Regions from separate parts of the Sus scrofa genome. Here region 2 is linked to region 1. Evidence: chromatin contacts called from public HiChIP or PLAC-seq data. All regions are on one chromosome and are shown on one strand. Each heading gives the region's core, a stretch centred on a gene start, on an enhancer-like site or on the middle of the called end of the contact. The rest is flanking DNA. Distances are from core to core; before and after follow the strand shown.

Region 1 (7,198 bases), core at 4,612-7,111:
TGAAAAAAAAAAAAAAAAAGAAAAAGAAAGTTTGAGGGTTTGTAATCATGGATTAGGCAGTTTAAATATCAGAGGTGAAATACCTGGCTGGTGACGGTACCATGGCTCTGGAGGTCTGAGGTGAGTTAGAAGCAAATGAAGGTTCTCAGACCTGAGTAGGGAGGTCAAGAGGTGGACAGTTCATCTACTTGATCAGTGGAGTTCCCCTTGGAAGGCAGCAGTGGCTTGGAAGGAGAGGAAGTTTGGTGCTTGCCATTTAGTGAGGGCTCACACGGATACCCAGTCGGGAAGTCTTGGTGATGAAGAGGCAGATGCAGAAGCCAGGAGATGGAGTCCACATGGGAGAAGGATTTCTGCTAGGGGTCATCATACAGCTCCCAGGCCAAATCTAGCCCACTGTCTGTCTTTATAAATAAAGCATATTGGAATACAGTCACTCTCATTTCTTGATGTGTTTTCTTTGACAAAATTTAGGGGATTGTGATTATGTTTCGGGTCAATTCCAAGGAGACCATTGTTCTTAAAACTGCAACTCCTGAGAGATCTTCAGACCAAAATTAACTTCCAAGACTGCAGTGTCTTCTCCACTGTTCATTCTTCAAGATTCTGCCGACGCTAACATTTATTGGGGTCATTAGTGCTTTATAAATGGAATCATAAGAGTGATATTTTTATAAATTGGCACAGTGACTATCATGAACTTGTGTAGGGTTTCTTATTTCTATTTAGAAACAAGGAAAGTTTCACTCACTTTCTTATGCTTTACACACAACTAGAATCTATGATGGGGAAAAAAATTCTTTTTCTCTTCGAGAATAACACCAAATATATTGCATGATAGATCTCATTTGTCAGAAAATACATAATCCTACTACTTCTCTTTCATGTAATTCTCTTCTCAGTAGGAAATGGTGCAGCACAGTAGAAACAGCAGGGAACTGGGAATAATTAGACCCAGGATTTATTTTTAGCTTTGCTTCTATTTTGGTACCTCTAGATTCGGTTTTCTCATCTGTAATATTAATGGCAATACATGCTACCACTTATTGAGTTATAATAACTATGTTTTCCTGAGAGACAGTAGGTTTTAATGACTGTGAGTGTATACTCTGGAGCCTGGCTGCCTGGATTCGAATTCTGAAACTCCATTAGATGAGTCACTAACATTCTGAGGGCCTCAGTTTCCTTATTTTAAAAAGGATACTACTATATTAATTGAAATAATATTTATGATACACTTGAAACAGTGCCTGGCACATAAGGAAGTGCTCTCTTAGTCTGCTAAAAATAAATAAAATAAAATACAAGGTTATTTGTATCTACTATGCCCACTATAGTAGTAATAATACTATACTACATAATTACTAACACATTAGGCTTAGTTCTTTATGTGTACTGCCATTGAATGATAACGTCAATGCTGCAAGGAAGTTATTATTTTCCCAAATTTTGTATCTAAAGAAACAGAATCAGAGAGGTTAACAAATTGTTCAACATCACACAGCTAGTAAATGAAAGAGCCACAATTACTCTAAGTCTTCTTACAAAATAGGGATTTAAAAATCAACAGAAAAGATCTGGTTCTTTGAAAAGATAGACAAAATTGATAAATCTTTAGCTGGACTTATCATAAAAAAAAGAGACAATGAGAGGACCCAAGTAAATAAAATCAGAAATGAAGGTGGAAAACCTGGCCACAGAGATGAAAGACGTATATGCTGAGAACTATAGAACGTTAATCAAGGAAATTAAAGAGGATTCAAAGAAATGGAAAGATATTCCATGCTCCTGGATTAGAAAAATTAATATCATTAAAATGGCCATACTACCCAAAGCAACCTACAGATTTAATGCAATCCCTATCAAATTACCCATGACATTTTCATAGAACTAGAACAAAGAATCCAAAAATTTATAAGGGAACCATAAGGGACCCAGAATTGCCAAAGCAATCCTGAGGAGAAAAAAACAAGCGGGAGGCATAGCTCTCCCCCCAAAATGAACAAACATAACAAAATAGAAACAGGTCATAGATTAAGAGAGGGAAGAAGAGTGGAAAGATGAGTGAAAAGGGTAAAGGGAGATCAAGAGGTACAGTGTTCCAGGAGTTCCTGTTGCAGCTCAGTGGAAATGACTCTCACTTGCATCCATGAGGACATAGGTTTGATCCTTGGCCTCACTCAGTGGGTTAAAGGATCCAGCTGTGGTGCAGGTCGCAGATGCGACTCAGATCTGGCGTTGCTGTGGCTGTGGTGTAGGCCAGCTGCTACAGCTGCGATTCGACCCCTCGCCTGGGCACTTCCATATGCCATGGGTGCAGCGCTAAAAAGACAGACACACAAACACGTGCAGAAAAAAAAAAAAAAAAGAGGTACAAGGTTCCAGTTATAAGTACACAAGCTATGGGGCTGTAATATACAGCATGGGGAATATGGTCAACAATAACTTTGTTTGGTGACAGATGGTAACTAGGCTTATTGTGGGGATCGTGTTGCAATGTATGAAAATATTGAACCACTGTGTTGTACACCTAAAACTAAGAAACTATTTTAAGTCAATTATACTTCAATTATAAAAGAATAAAAGAATTTCTCTAAAACAGCTATGAAAGGAACTACTCAATAGAAAAATGGGTTCACAGAAAAGTGTATACAAATGATTCAAAACAGAAAATATAAGCCCCCAATTAATCAGATCATGTTAGATACAGTAATTTATTGGTGAAAATTTAGAAGGATGGTTATTAAAGATATACTTACATACTTGCTATTGTCCAATCAGGACATGTGAAGATTCTACATAATTTCTAGGTGTTACCTTTTTTGTTCTGGTCCAGAAACAATTCTTCATGTTCTCTTTCACAAGCACACCACCGCAGGCTAACTTAATATCTTCCACCAATGAGTAAAAGATGGTAATAAAATTGTTGTTCACAAGGCCACGACTCTTCAGGACGTGCTTGTAAGAAACAGTATAGAACTTACCTCTGAAGTTTCCTAACACCATTTATTTAAGGCTGTTGCCATCATTACTCATGACACGGCAATGTCCATCCAACCTGTTATTCCTGAACACTGATTCTGTGACTATTTTAAAAGCTGTTACTGTGCTTCGTAACAACTGTCAATGCAAGTCTCACCCAGAGTATGCCAAGAACTGTCATTGATAATCTGTTTTTTTGGCAACATTAAATTTGCTTTTTGGAATTTTATAACATAAATGTATATTAACACATCTTCCAACTATGTCTTCTCTTGAATCTTTAGCCCATAATCACTGCATTCCTAGAATGTGGTCTCTTTCAACAAGTGCCACCAGAAAGGACAGCTGAGGTGACTGTGGACAGAGCAAGAACAACACTCTGATTTGCTCAAAGAATGACTTTTCCTCACTCCACCTGGCTTGGGAAAGTAACCAGAACCATCCCAGAGAGCATGGTGTTACCATATTGATCAGTGGCAAGAGAGGATATTGACTGAAGTGTCGCTTGGCATTGTGGAGCAGCAGTCTTGAGAATCTTCCAAGGAGAAGGACATGTTCCTGCTTGGCTCATGATATGGAGCCTGGGGAGGGGGTGGGATACTCCCTTAGAACCAGAGTCAAGGCGCGGGGGGCACAGTGATGGGGAAAGAGAATGAGTATTGTTTGCTACCACTCCCACTCCTCTTGGGTGTGATGTAGAGGAAGCACCAGAGTAAAAAGACAGATGCAGGCAAAGGATGCATAGGCTATACACTTGGATCAAGCCAAGGGGTGGAACAATCATCGGCCAGATCCCAGAACTCACCCTTTGTCTGATGTGAATGAGAGTCACCCCAAATCAGGCTATAAATACAACTTTGGAAGCCTAATCTTGTGAAAAATATAGCACCAATCTTGTCAGGCTGCCCTCCTGGAACCAGGGTTGGGTCACAGGGTCCTGCTAAGACGCCATAGACATGAGTCCTGGAGCTTCTGGGGCATCTGGTTGACCTCATGGTTGAAGCAGAGCAGAGATCATCACTTTTTTCTACAAGGTCTAGAGAGTAAATATTTCAAACATTCAGGGCCATAACTCTGCTGTGACGTCTCAACTCTGCTTGTGCAGTGTAAAAATCGAAAATGAAGGAGTGTAGCTGTGTTCCAATAAAACTTGATTTACCAAAACAGTCAAAGGCTGGATTTTCCCTTCAGCCCGAAATTTGCTGGCCCCTAAGTACAGGGTTGGAGAGTGCCTTACCGGGAACACATTGCGGCTGGGCACTGCTGGGTGCTGATATAAACAAAAGACAAAGGGAAGACGGGGAAGAGGAAAAGCAATTAGTATTTTTGCACAAGCTGGAGAATGTAGAAAAGGGCATTCTGGATTTCTTGAAAAAGTACGTGAAGGAACCGATGAAAGAGCAGGGTAAATGTGGGGAGGGCAGATAGCCTGGGGAAAGGGAGCACGGAGTGGCAGAAGGATTTACTAGGTGCTACAAGTTTCTTGGGAGGATTAAATCGGAAAATAAATGTGGAAAATGTTATTTGGAAACTCTAAAAATGTCATTATTGGTTACTAATTTAAAGGCTTCATATGCTATGCTTACGAATTTAGATCCCCCCCTGCCCCAGGAGGTATTTTTTTTGCCTAGAGTTATATGGTAAGTTTTGCATTTTAGAAAGGTAACCCGATGCTTTACGGAGGATGGTTTAGAGGCACTGGACTGAGGCACAGAGGCTGATGAAGGGGCTATAACTCGAGCAAGAGATGGTGTGATGGTGAATTTGATGTCTGAATTTGGCTGGACCGCAGTGCTCAGATGTAACATCAAACTTTATTCCGAATGTTTCTGTGAGAGTATTTTTGGATATTAACATTTAAATGGTTGGACCTTGAGTAAATCCCTTTGTTGTCCATAATGTGGGCAGGCTCTTCCAATCAGCTGAAGGTCTGAATAGCATACTGGTTTGCTCTGCAGATTTTGGACTTGCCAGCCTCGCTAACAGCGTGAGTCAATTTCTTAAAATAAATCTCTTTCTCTATATATGTACACAGCTATTGGTTCAGTTTCTTTGGAGAACTCTGATTAATACAGATGGTAGAAACTGCATGGGGCAGTGGCTGTGGAGATGCAAAGAGGGCTAAGAGTTGAAGACCTAGCTAGTAGATTAAATTAGTATCATTTATGGACATTCTGGGTGTGGGCAGAAATTAGTATCATTTATGGACATTCTGGGTGTGGGCAGAAATTAGTATCATTTATGGACATTCTGGGTGTGGGCAGAGGGAAAGTAAAAGAGGTTTCAACAGTCATTTGACCGGCTGATGGACAGATTCTGATTCCATGTGTCAAGAAAAGAAGCCCAGCCCTGTTGACAATCCTGTCTAGGCCCCAAGCAGAATCTGTGCACATGCATAAAACAGAAGAAAGTGGGTTGGAGCCCAGGGAAACCCCTAGTAGGACAACACAAACTGTTGAGGGTGGGTGGAGAGCAGGGAGTCTCTGAGAAGGGCTGGATCCTCAGATTTCTACTTCCTGGCCTGGTTTGCTGGCTTGGTCAGAGAAAACTCCTGTGACCTGGCTGACCAGGAGCATTACTTCTCTGTAGGTCAGCATTTCCAGCTCCACAAAATCCGCAAGGCCTATTTATTTGCCAGGAAGAGTTCTGGTAAGGGTCTCTGTCTCGATAATGAAAGCTGTTTAAAACATACAATTCTACTGCCCAATGTTTCTGTTCATAGTGTGGTTGCAATAGGATCAAAGCCTTGACATGTTACTAACTGGCCTTCTTTCCTCCAGCCAAAATGGATTTTTTTTTTCTCCTAGTCCAGTGGTTAAAGGTCAGGCTCTGCAGCCAGTTGGCCTAGGTTCAAACCTTGCCTCCGTCATGTACTAGCTGCCTGGCCTTGGACAAGCATCTTCAGTTTTCTGTGCCCCACTTTCTTCAGTTGTGCCATCATCTTCCTCATAGGCTTATTTGAGATCTCATGAGTAAAAGTGTCTGAAGCCCTTGAAACAATCCCTGGCATGTAACAAGCACCACGTAAAGATTACGGCAGAATCCTGACTGCACCAGCACCAGGAGAAGTTAAGTTCCAAATTGTGGACCTTCAGACTCTTGGCAATTTAATTCCTCCTTCTCCATCTTTATCCTGTGTTGGCTGGTCACTGGTAGACCCAACATTTGATCCCTGGAATGCAGTGCAGAAACGGGATTTCAGAAGCCTGAGGTTCTAACGGCGGGTGACATTTAAATCTGTACTTACTACATGGTCTTGCTTTGGGTCACACTTATTATTTCTGCAGAAGCAGAACAGTCATTCAAATGACTTTTGGCCCTTTCTGGTGGCTATTTCAAGCAAATGATAGATTTATCTCAAATGACTAATGAACTGAGAGTGTATGGTAGGGTATGCCTGGCTAGAATGGCATCCACAGGCCAAGTGTGGTCTGGCCTGCTGCACTTGCAGTTGGTGCGCATCACAGCATGAACAGGGAAATGGGAGTTAAAATCTCCAAGAAATAGATGGTTTTTAGGAGAAAAAAAATACAACCCTGGTTTAGAGGTTTTTTTAGAGATACTTTCCTTTGAAATGAAATCCAGGGCCTTGCTCAGTGGGCTAAGCAGAGTGGACAGGCTCTTACATATGAAGAATAGCAGGTGCCACTACTGTATAAAATAGATGATAAACAAGATGCTACTGTACAGCACAGGAAAATCGACTCCATAGTGTGTAATAACCTATACAGAAAAAAAAAGAATGGATATATATGACTGATTCACTTTTATGTATACCTGAAACTAATACAACATTGTAAGTCATCTATACTCCAATAAAGTAAAATACATGGGCTTAAAAAAAAAAAGAATAGCAGGTGCTGCAGTTCTATTGTAGCTTAGCAGGTGAAATATCCAGAGTCGTCCCTGCAGTGGCTATGGTTACTGCCATGGTGCGGGTTTGATCCCTGACCCAGGAAGTTCTGAATGCCAACAGTGCAGTCAGAAGGAAAAAAAAAAAAAGAATAGCAGGTGCCAAGAGGTGTGTGGGTGTGTATGCAGGCACTATAAGCATCTGAAACGTAACTGCCATGCCTCTCATGTTCCCAAAGTCTGATTTCGGTCCTATACAAAGCCAAAAAAAAAAAAAAAAAAAAGAAATGAAGGAAAACTATCTTCTGGAGGCAAGATGGACTCTGGTACATGTGTGGAGAAATGTTGGGAGCAGGTAGGCATC
Region 2 (7,029 bases), core at 2,180-4,679, 170 kb before region 1:
AAAGATGAGTTACAAACTGGGCAGCAACTAGCTTGTCTTTGGAGGAAGGCTCGTGGCTGAGACTGGAGATGCTCGTATTGTGTAAGTGATCCCAAATGCTTTTTTTTTTTTTTTTTTTTTTTTGCAGGGGGGACATGGGAGGTAATTTTGGATGTTTAAAACATTAGAGAAATAGGAATTAGGATTCATGAAAATTATATGGTAGACTCCCCCCCCCCAGATACATAAACCTAAGTTTTTTTGAAAAAAGAAAACACAAAAACCAAATGCCCAAAACCTGTTCTGTGTTGCTTTTCTTCTGGTCAAAATGGGATCATGTACTCTTTTTTTTATTCCGTTTTCTGTTTTGCTTTGAGAGGAGCCCAGCATCTTGGAAAGGGCAGATTAAAAATAAGCTTGGCACAGCTGGCTGGATGGACCAGTGCTAATACCGTCTTGTGTTCCTTCCAGGGCCAGTGTGAACTTCCTCCTCTCCCTTCCCAGCCAGCTCTCCGCCTCCTGGATCCACCATGGTGTTTGGTGAGTTTTTCCATCGCCCTGGACCAGACGAGGAACTCGTCAACTTGAACGTGGGGGGCTTTAAGCAGTCCGTGGACCAGAGCACCCTCCTGCGGTTTCCGCACACCAGGCTGGGGAGGCTGCTCCGCTGCCACTCGGAAGAGGCCATCCTGGAGCTCTGCGATGACTACAGCGTGGCGGATAAGGAGTACTATTTTGATCGGAACCCCTCCCTGTTCAGATACGTTTTGAACTTTTATTACACGGGGAAGCTGCACGTCATGGAGGAGCTGTGTGTGTTCTCCTTCTGCCAGGAGATTGAGTACTGGGGCATCAACGAGCTCTTCATTGATTCCTGCTGCAGTAACCGCTACCAGGAGCGCAAGGAGGAAAACCACGAGAAGGACTGGGACCAGAAGAGCAATGACGTGAGCACTGACTCCTCGTTTGAAGAGTCGTCTCTGTTCGAGAAGGAGCTGGAGAAGTTCGACCAGCTGCGATTCGGGCAGCTCCGCAAGAAGATCTGGATTCGGATGGAAAACCCAGCCTATTGCCTGTCGGCCAAGCTCATTGCCATCTCCTCCCTGAGCGTGGTGCTGGCCTCCATCGTGGCCATGTGTGTCCACAGCATGTCGGAGTTCCAGAACGAGGACGGGGAGGTGGATGACCCCGTGCTGGAAGGCGTGGAGGTCGCGTGCATCGCTTGGTTCACCGGCGAGCTGGCCATCCGGCTGGCTGCTGCTCCGTGTCAAAAGAAATTCTGGAAAAACCCCCTGAACATAATCGACTTCGTCTCCATCATTCCCTTTTACGCCACGCTGGCGGTAGACACCAAGGAGGAGGAGAGCGAGGACATTGAGAACATGGGCAAGGTGGTCCAGATCCTCAGGCTGATGAGGATTTTCCGAATTCTCAAGCTTGCCCGGCACTCTGTGGGCCTTCGGTCGTTGGGGGCCACACTGAGGCACAGCTACCACGAAGTTGGGCTGCTCCTTCTCTTCCTCTCGGTGGGCATTTCCATCTTTTCTGTGCTCATCTACTCGGTGGAGAAAGATGACCACACGTCCAGCCTCACCAGCATCCCCGTCTGCTGGTGGTGGGCCACCATCAGCATGACGACCGTGGGCTACGGAGACACCCACCCCGTCACCTTGCCCGGAAAGCTCATCGCCAGCACGTGCATCATCTGTGGCATCTTGGTGGTGGCCCTTCCCATCACCATTATCTTCAACAAGTTCTCCAAGTACTACCAGAAGCAGAAGGACATTGACGTGGACCAGTGCGGTGAGGACCCACCAGAGAAGTGCCAGGAGCTCCCTTACTTTAACATCAGGGACATCTATGCCCAGCGGATGCACGCCTTCATCACCAGTCTCTCTTCGGTGGGAATTGTGGTGAGCGACCCCGATTCCACAGATGCTTCGAGCATTGAAGACAACGAGGATGTTTATAACATAGCATCCCTGGAGAATGGCACAGCAAAATAAGCGGGGATGGTCGTGCCTGTATCTTGTGTCCCTTCCCGATCTTAGGTTAACACAGCTTTAGAAACCTCAATGGGTTCGTTCAAAATCATTTAATTCTCAGGGTGTACTCTTCAGCCATAGTTGGACATTTCATTGCTCTGAAATGCTAGAAATGTCTTTATTTTTCTCAGTGAGGCCCATTAAATGCCTTGCTCTGAAAGTTATTTTTTACCAGAGAGGATTGTGATATGATTTTGGAAAAAAAAAAAAAAAAAGGGTAAATGGTAGTGGGTGGGATGTGTTGCTATGGCTTCTGTATCATTCTGTGTTTATCATTTACTCACATTGAGCTAACTGTAAATTACTGGCAAATAGAAGCAAGGGCCCCGAAGACTACATGCATGTAAGTAAGATCCACATGAGACAATGCATGTAAATCCATGTTCACATCCTTGACATGGAAATTAGGAGCCTAATAAACTGCCTACTTCAGTGTGGAGACTGTCTTGGTTGTATGTTTTTATGTCAAATAAAGGTATTTCAGTGTGTTCCCGATTGGCTTGGGAGGAAAATGCTCCTTTTGGAGCATCAAGGGCCCTTTCTGAATTTTTTTTTTTCTTTTTAGGGCTACACCCATGGCATATGGAGGTTCCCAGGCCAGGTGTCGAATCGGAACTACAGCTGCCAGCCTACACCGCAGCCACAGCAACCCCAGATCCGAGCTGCGTCTGTGACCTACACCACAGCTCACGACAATGCCAGGATCCCTGCCCCACTGAACAAAGCCAGGGATCAAACCTGCATCCTCATGGATACTAGTTGGATTCATTTCCACTGCACCACAATGGGAACTCCCTTTTCGGTATGTTTCGGATTTGGGAGATACATCAACAGTGGACTAGTTCTTTTGTTCAGTAGACTTGACGGTGGGCAGGCGGGAAGATCATGCTCATGATTAAACCACACCGTCAGGTGTAAACTCATTATGCCGCTAATGTTTAGGAAATACTCAGACAGGCCTATGTGCCTGAAACCTGTGCCCTACCAGATATGTTTCCACCATCTATCTTCTAATTTCTACTGCTAAGAGAAAACCACCTGGGAGTTCCCGTCGTGGTGCAGCGGAAACGAATCTGATTAGGAACCATGAGGTTGTGGGTCAGATCCCTGGCCTCACTCAATGGGTTAAGGATCCAGTGTTGCCATGAGTTGTGGTGTAGGCTGGTGGCTACAGCTCCGATTCAGCTTCTAGCCTGGGAACCTCCATATACCACGGGTGCAGCCCTAAAAAGACAAAACAAACAAACAAACAAACAAACAAACAAAAAACCCATCACCTGGAAATTATGGAGAACAGACTTACACACTTGCAGGCAGAGAAGGGAAGAAAGGGGAAGAGTTGTACAAACACAGATGTGATTCACTCTGGCCAGAGGAGTGAGACTTAAATCCCTAAACAAAGCTGTGCCAGGAGCTATGAAATGAGCCAACCTTTAAAAATAGCCTGAGAGGCAGTCATGTCCACCCCGTATGTAGAAACCCCTCGTGATAAAAGGCAACGTACATACTTGTTTCCGGAGCGGAGAGAATTTAGCTAAAATCTTGATTTTGGAGATGTGTGGCCACTCTTTATGCTCTCAGACTGGGTTCTTTGTGAGATCTTCTGAATGGAAGACCCACATGGATTCATTATCCAATTTATTATGTTTGCAGATATATCTCATTGAAAGAAGGGCAATCTCTGTAAGTTATCTGATGAAGGTAACTATTTTTTTGCTTTTTAGGGCACACCTGCAGCATATGGAGGTTCCCAAGCTGGGGGTTGAATCAGATCTGCAGCTGCTGGCCTACACCACAGCCACAGCCATGCCAGATCTGAGCCAAGTCTGCAACCTACTCCACAGCTCACAGCAACACCGGATCCTTGACCCATTGAGCGAGGCCAGGGTTGAACCCTCATCCTCCTGGACAATAGTCCTGTTGGTTTCTGCAGAGCCACAATAAGAACTCCTGATGAAGGTAACTTTTTGACTTGTTACTCCTTTTAATTTTTCCTTGATTTCTGAGATGATGAATGGGGTTTCAAGTCAGTTTAAAATCTGGTGGTTTATTCCATGCAGTTGTGTCATCCCTTGCCCATTTGGAAAAATATCCCCCCCAACAAGCATTTGTGCTGGCATAAATATAATTTGGAAGCATAGCAATAGAATTTGGAACCCAGTTTTATTTAAGATTTCCCTATTAGTAATAAAGTAGCTGGAGACTGCTTGTATAGTAATAGTAATAGCAATAGCAGTGGTATTAATAGCAACAGCAATAATAATAATAAGCTACTGTATAAGGGCTTACCCTGTATAATCTCATTTATTCCTTAGGACATCCCTAGCAGCAAGGCTGTATTACTGCCTCTGTTTTAAAATGAGGATACAAGTTCACAGGAAAAGTGACTTGATCTCACACACTGAATAACAGAGTTGGGCTTACGTCCCTGGGAGCAAGATTCCAGAGCCTGCGTCTTGAATGCTGCACCTCACTGCCTCCTGATCCGCTGGGTTCAGGACTGGATTCTAGGACATTCAAGGCAATGCGCACCTGAAGACATGAACGGCAATGACCTCTGCCAGTTGATTTTTCCAGGACATGAGTAGAAAGGGGACATGCTGGCTTGTGCACCTTTCCTCTCCGGTATCACAAAGCACGCATTTGTTGACAGAGCAGAGTTTTCTAGAAGCTAGAGCAGGTTCTGAGAGTCCTTCCTTAACTCTGAGTGGCTGAAACAGTGAGAAACCCATGGTTCTACAAGAATCTAGGACCAACTCTCAGCTTCAGGGTATTTAAGAACAGTTTCCACCCCTGGATCTTTTAACTCTGAGCTTTTCCAAGGTCATGGCTGTATAGGACTCGTGTTTCTGCCTGTATCATATTAATTCCTGGAGGCAGTTGGCCTGAGCCCTTGATGGAGTGCAGAGTGGTGTGGGTGGTGGCTTCTCTCTGGGCAGGGCCAACTAGAACTCTCTTCCCGAGAGCCTCACCTCAGCCCCTGCCATGCTCTTCAGTCAACATTCATATGGGCATTTCCACTGTGGCTCAGCAGTAATATACCCAACTAATAATCCATGAGGATGTGTGTTCAATGCTGGGCCCTGCTCAGTGGGTTAAGGATCCAGCATTGCTCTGAGCTGTGGTGTAAGTTGCAGATGCAGCTCTGATCCCGAGTTGCTGTGGCTGTGGTGTAGGCTGGTGGCTGCAGCTCTGACTTACCCCTAGCCTGGGAACTTCCTCCATGCTGTGGGTGCGGCCCTGAAAATAGAAAAAGCCAAAAAGCCAAAAAAAAAAAAAAAAAAAAAAAAATTCATGTGTCTCATTTGGCCTCTAGCCACCAAGAGCTGCGGGGCCTTCTTGGGTTTATAGCCCTCTCAGCTTTCCTGAAGCACACGCAGGCCACCTGTTGTTCATTCCCACATGGTGAGATGGCAGGATCCTTCGTGTGGGAAGGGCTGAGTCAGTGCCTAGATGCCCACGGTGCAGGGAGGCTGGTGGTGGAGTGGGCACTGAGGGGGGAGGAAGAAGCCAGGCACCACCCCGCTGGCACTGCCTGTTTCTGAGTGATCAGTCCTGGGCACCAGGGTTCATTTTGTCATTGAATTCTTTCAAATTTTTTGTCCCTAACATATGATGTTACCTGTTTCCTCCAATTTGTTTTTCTCATCTTCAGCAACAGGTTTTTTTTGGCTGTGCCATTGGCTTGTGAAAATTCCTGGGCCAGGGATCAAACTGGAGCCACAGCTGCAGTGACAACACCAGATCCTTTACCTGCTGCACAAAGGAATTCCCAGCAGCAATTCTTTATGGTGCTTTGGAAGGCCACTGAAGACCCAAGGACCCATCCCACCAAGGCTTGCTTTCTTCTTTCCCTGTTCTTCTCTATTGGAGATAGTTTGAGCTTCCCATTGCTGGAGTGCTTACTGGGGTGTGTGTTCAGGCTAGGCACTGGCTATAAAAACGAGATGTGGCCCTTACCCTCGGGAACCTTTAGGCTGATGGGAGGTAGATAAGTCCATTGACTTACCTCTGTGTGTGTGGGTGGGTGGGGGGAGAAAGTAAGGATGCTTCCTGGAGGAGGTGATACCTGAACTGTTGGGGAGCATTAGTCTTAGATCCTGGTGAGTTTAGTTCAGCCTTAGGGATAAAACTTTCGCTGACCTTGGACAGGTCCCAGTCATAGACCCTGCTAATCTCTGCCTTCTGGGCTTTTCTCTCCCCTGACGCACCCACCCTCTGCTGACCACCCCTCTTTACTTAAAGGCTCTTCTGCTTTTAAATGTGATGATCCCACCCTTTTCTTGTGGGGGGTGGGTAACGATGCCTATAGAGGCAGACATTGTGACTTTGCTTGCTCTTCCTGTTTGGTTTTTGTTTTGTTTTTTACAGTTTTCTTTTTTTTCCCTCCAGAAACATTTGTTCGCGGTTGCTTTTGTGTGTGCTTGAGTTCTTGATCTGATATTTAACCTAGTGTTTTTAAGGGCACTTGATAGTGTCCCATTCTAGAGGGTCTTGGTGGGCCATCGCTTTGGGACTTTTGTGTCTGAGACCCCTGTTGTAATTTATTGGAGAAGGTTTCTCTGACATTCAGAAAAGGATGATTGATTACCAGGATTCTCTCATTTTTGACCTAGAATAACAGCAGTTTCTCTATGGTTCAATTTCAGGGTTTGACTCATGAGAGCAGAAAGGTGTTTCTCTAGTTCTTATGCAAACTTGTGACTGGTCCCAGCTGGACGTCTAGTTTAGGGAAGGATGGGTGTCAGGAAGCCTGGAGATTCGGTATCAGCTCCAGGGCTGACCAGCTGTGCGACCAGGAGGCCAGGCAGCCCCTCTCTGAGCTTGTTTTCTCAGGTTGGAGGTGAGTGTAACACACACCAGACTCCTTCTACTTCTGACACTTATGTAATCAACTCTCTTTTTGAAAATTGGCCAGTGCCGCTCTAACTTGGTTTAGGTTATAAATTTGCATAAAACTGATTTTAACCCGCCATCTAATTTTTCTTTTATTGTCTCTCAGTGG

What was found. HiChIP or PLAC-seq counts read pairs in DNA pulled down with a chosen protein or histone mark.
Region 2: a contact with region 1 is called in an H3K27ac HiChIP or PLAC-seq map of skeletal muscle. The contact joins two enhancer-like sites. A contact is called at or near these places in 2 of 47 Hi-C or Micro-C datasets (psoas muscle and skeletal muscle) and 1 of 2 datasets of contacts at active chromatin or transcription factors (skeletal muscle).

What each region holds. Positions count from the first base shown.
Region 1 is chr3:119,781,569-119,788,766 of Sscrofa11.1, reverse strand. No RefSeq gene overlaps it. Among named protein-coding and RNA genes, the nearest start is that of KCNS3, 200 kb to the left of the region's middle. Within about 2 kb of position 5,861, at least 1 of the 83 cell types and tissues checked has an H3K27ac peak or open chromatin away from gene starts, as enhancers often do. A contact at or near this core is called in skeletal muscle, where this site is marked.
Region 2 is chr3:119,946,546-119,953,574 of Sscrofa11.1, reverse strand. KCNS3 (potassium voltage-gated channel modifier subfamily S member 3) reads left to right here. Exons shown (of 4, transcript NM_001044596.1): 4 at 451-2,239. The coding sequence starts at 510. The coding sequence ends at 1,985. Among named protein-coding and RNA genes, the nearest start is that of KCNS3, 38 kb to the left of the region's middle. Within about 2 kb of position 3,429, at least 1 of the 83 cell types and tissues checked has an H3K27ac peak or open chromatin away from gene starts, as enhancers often do. A contact at or near this core is called in skeletal muscle, where this site is marked.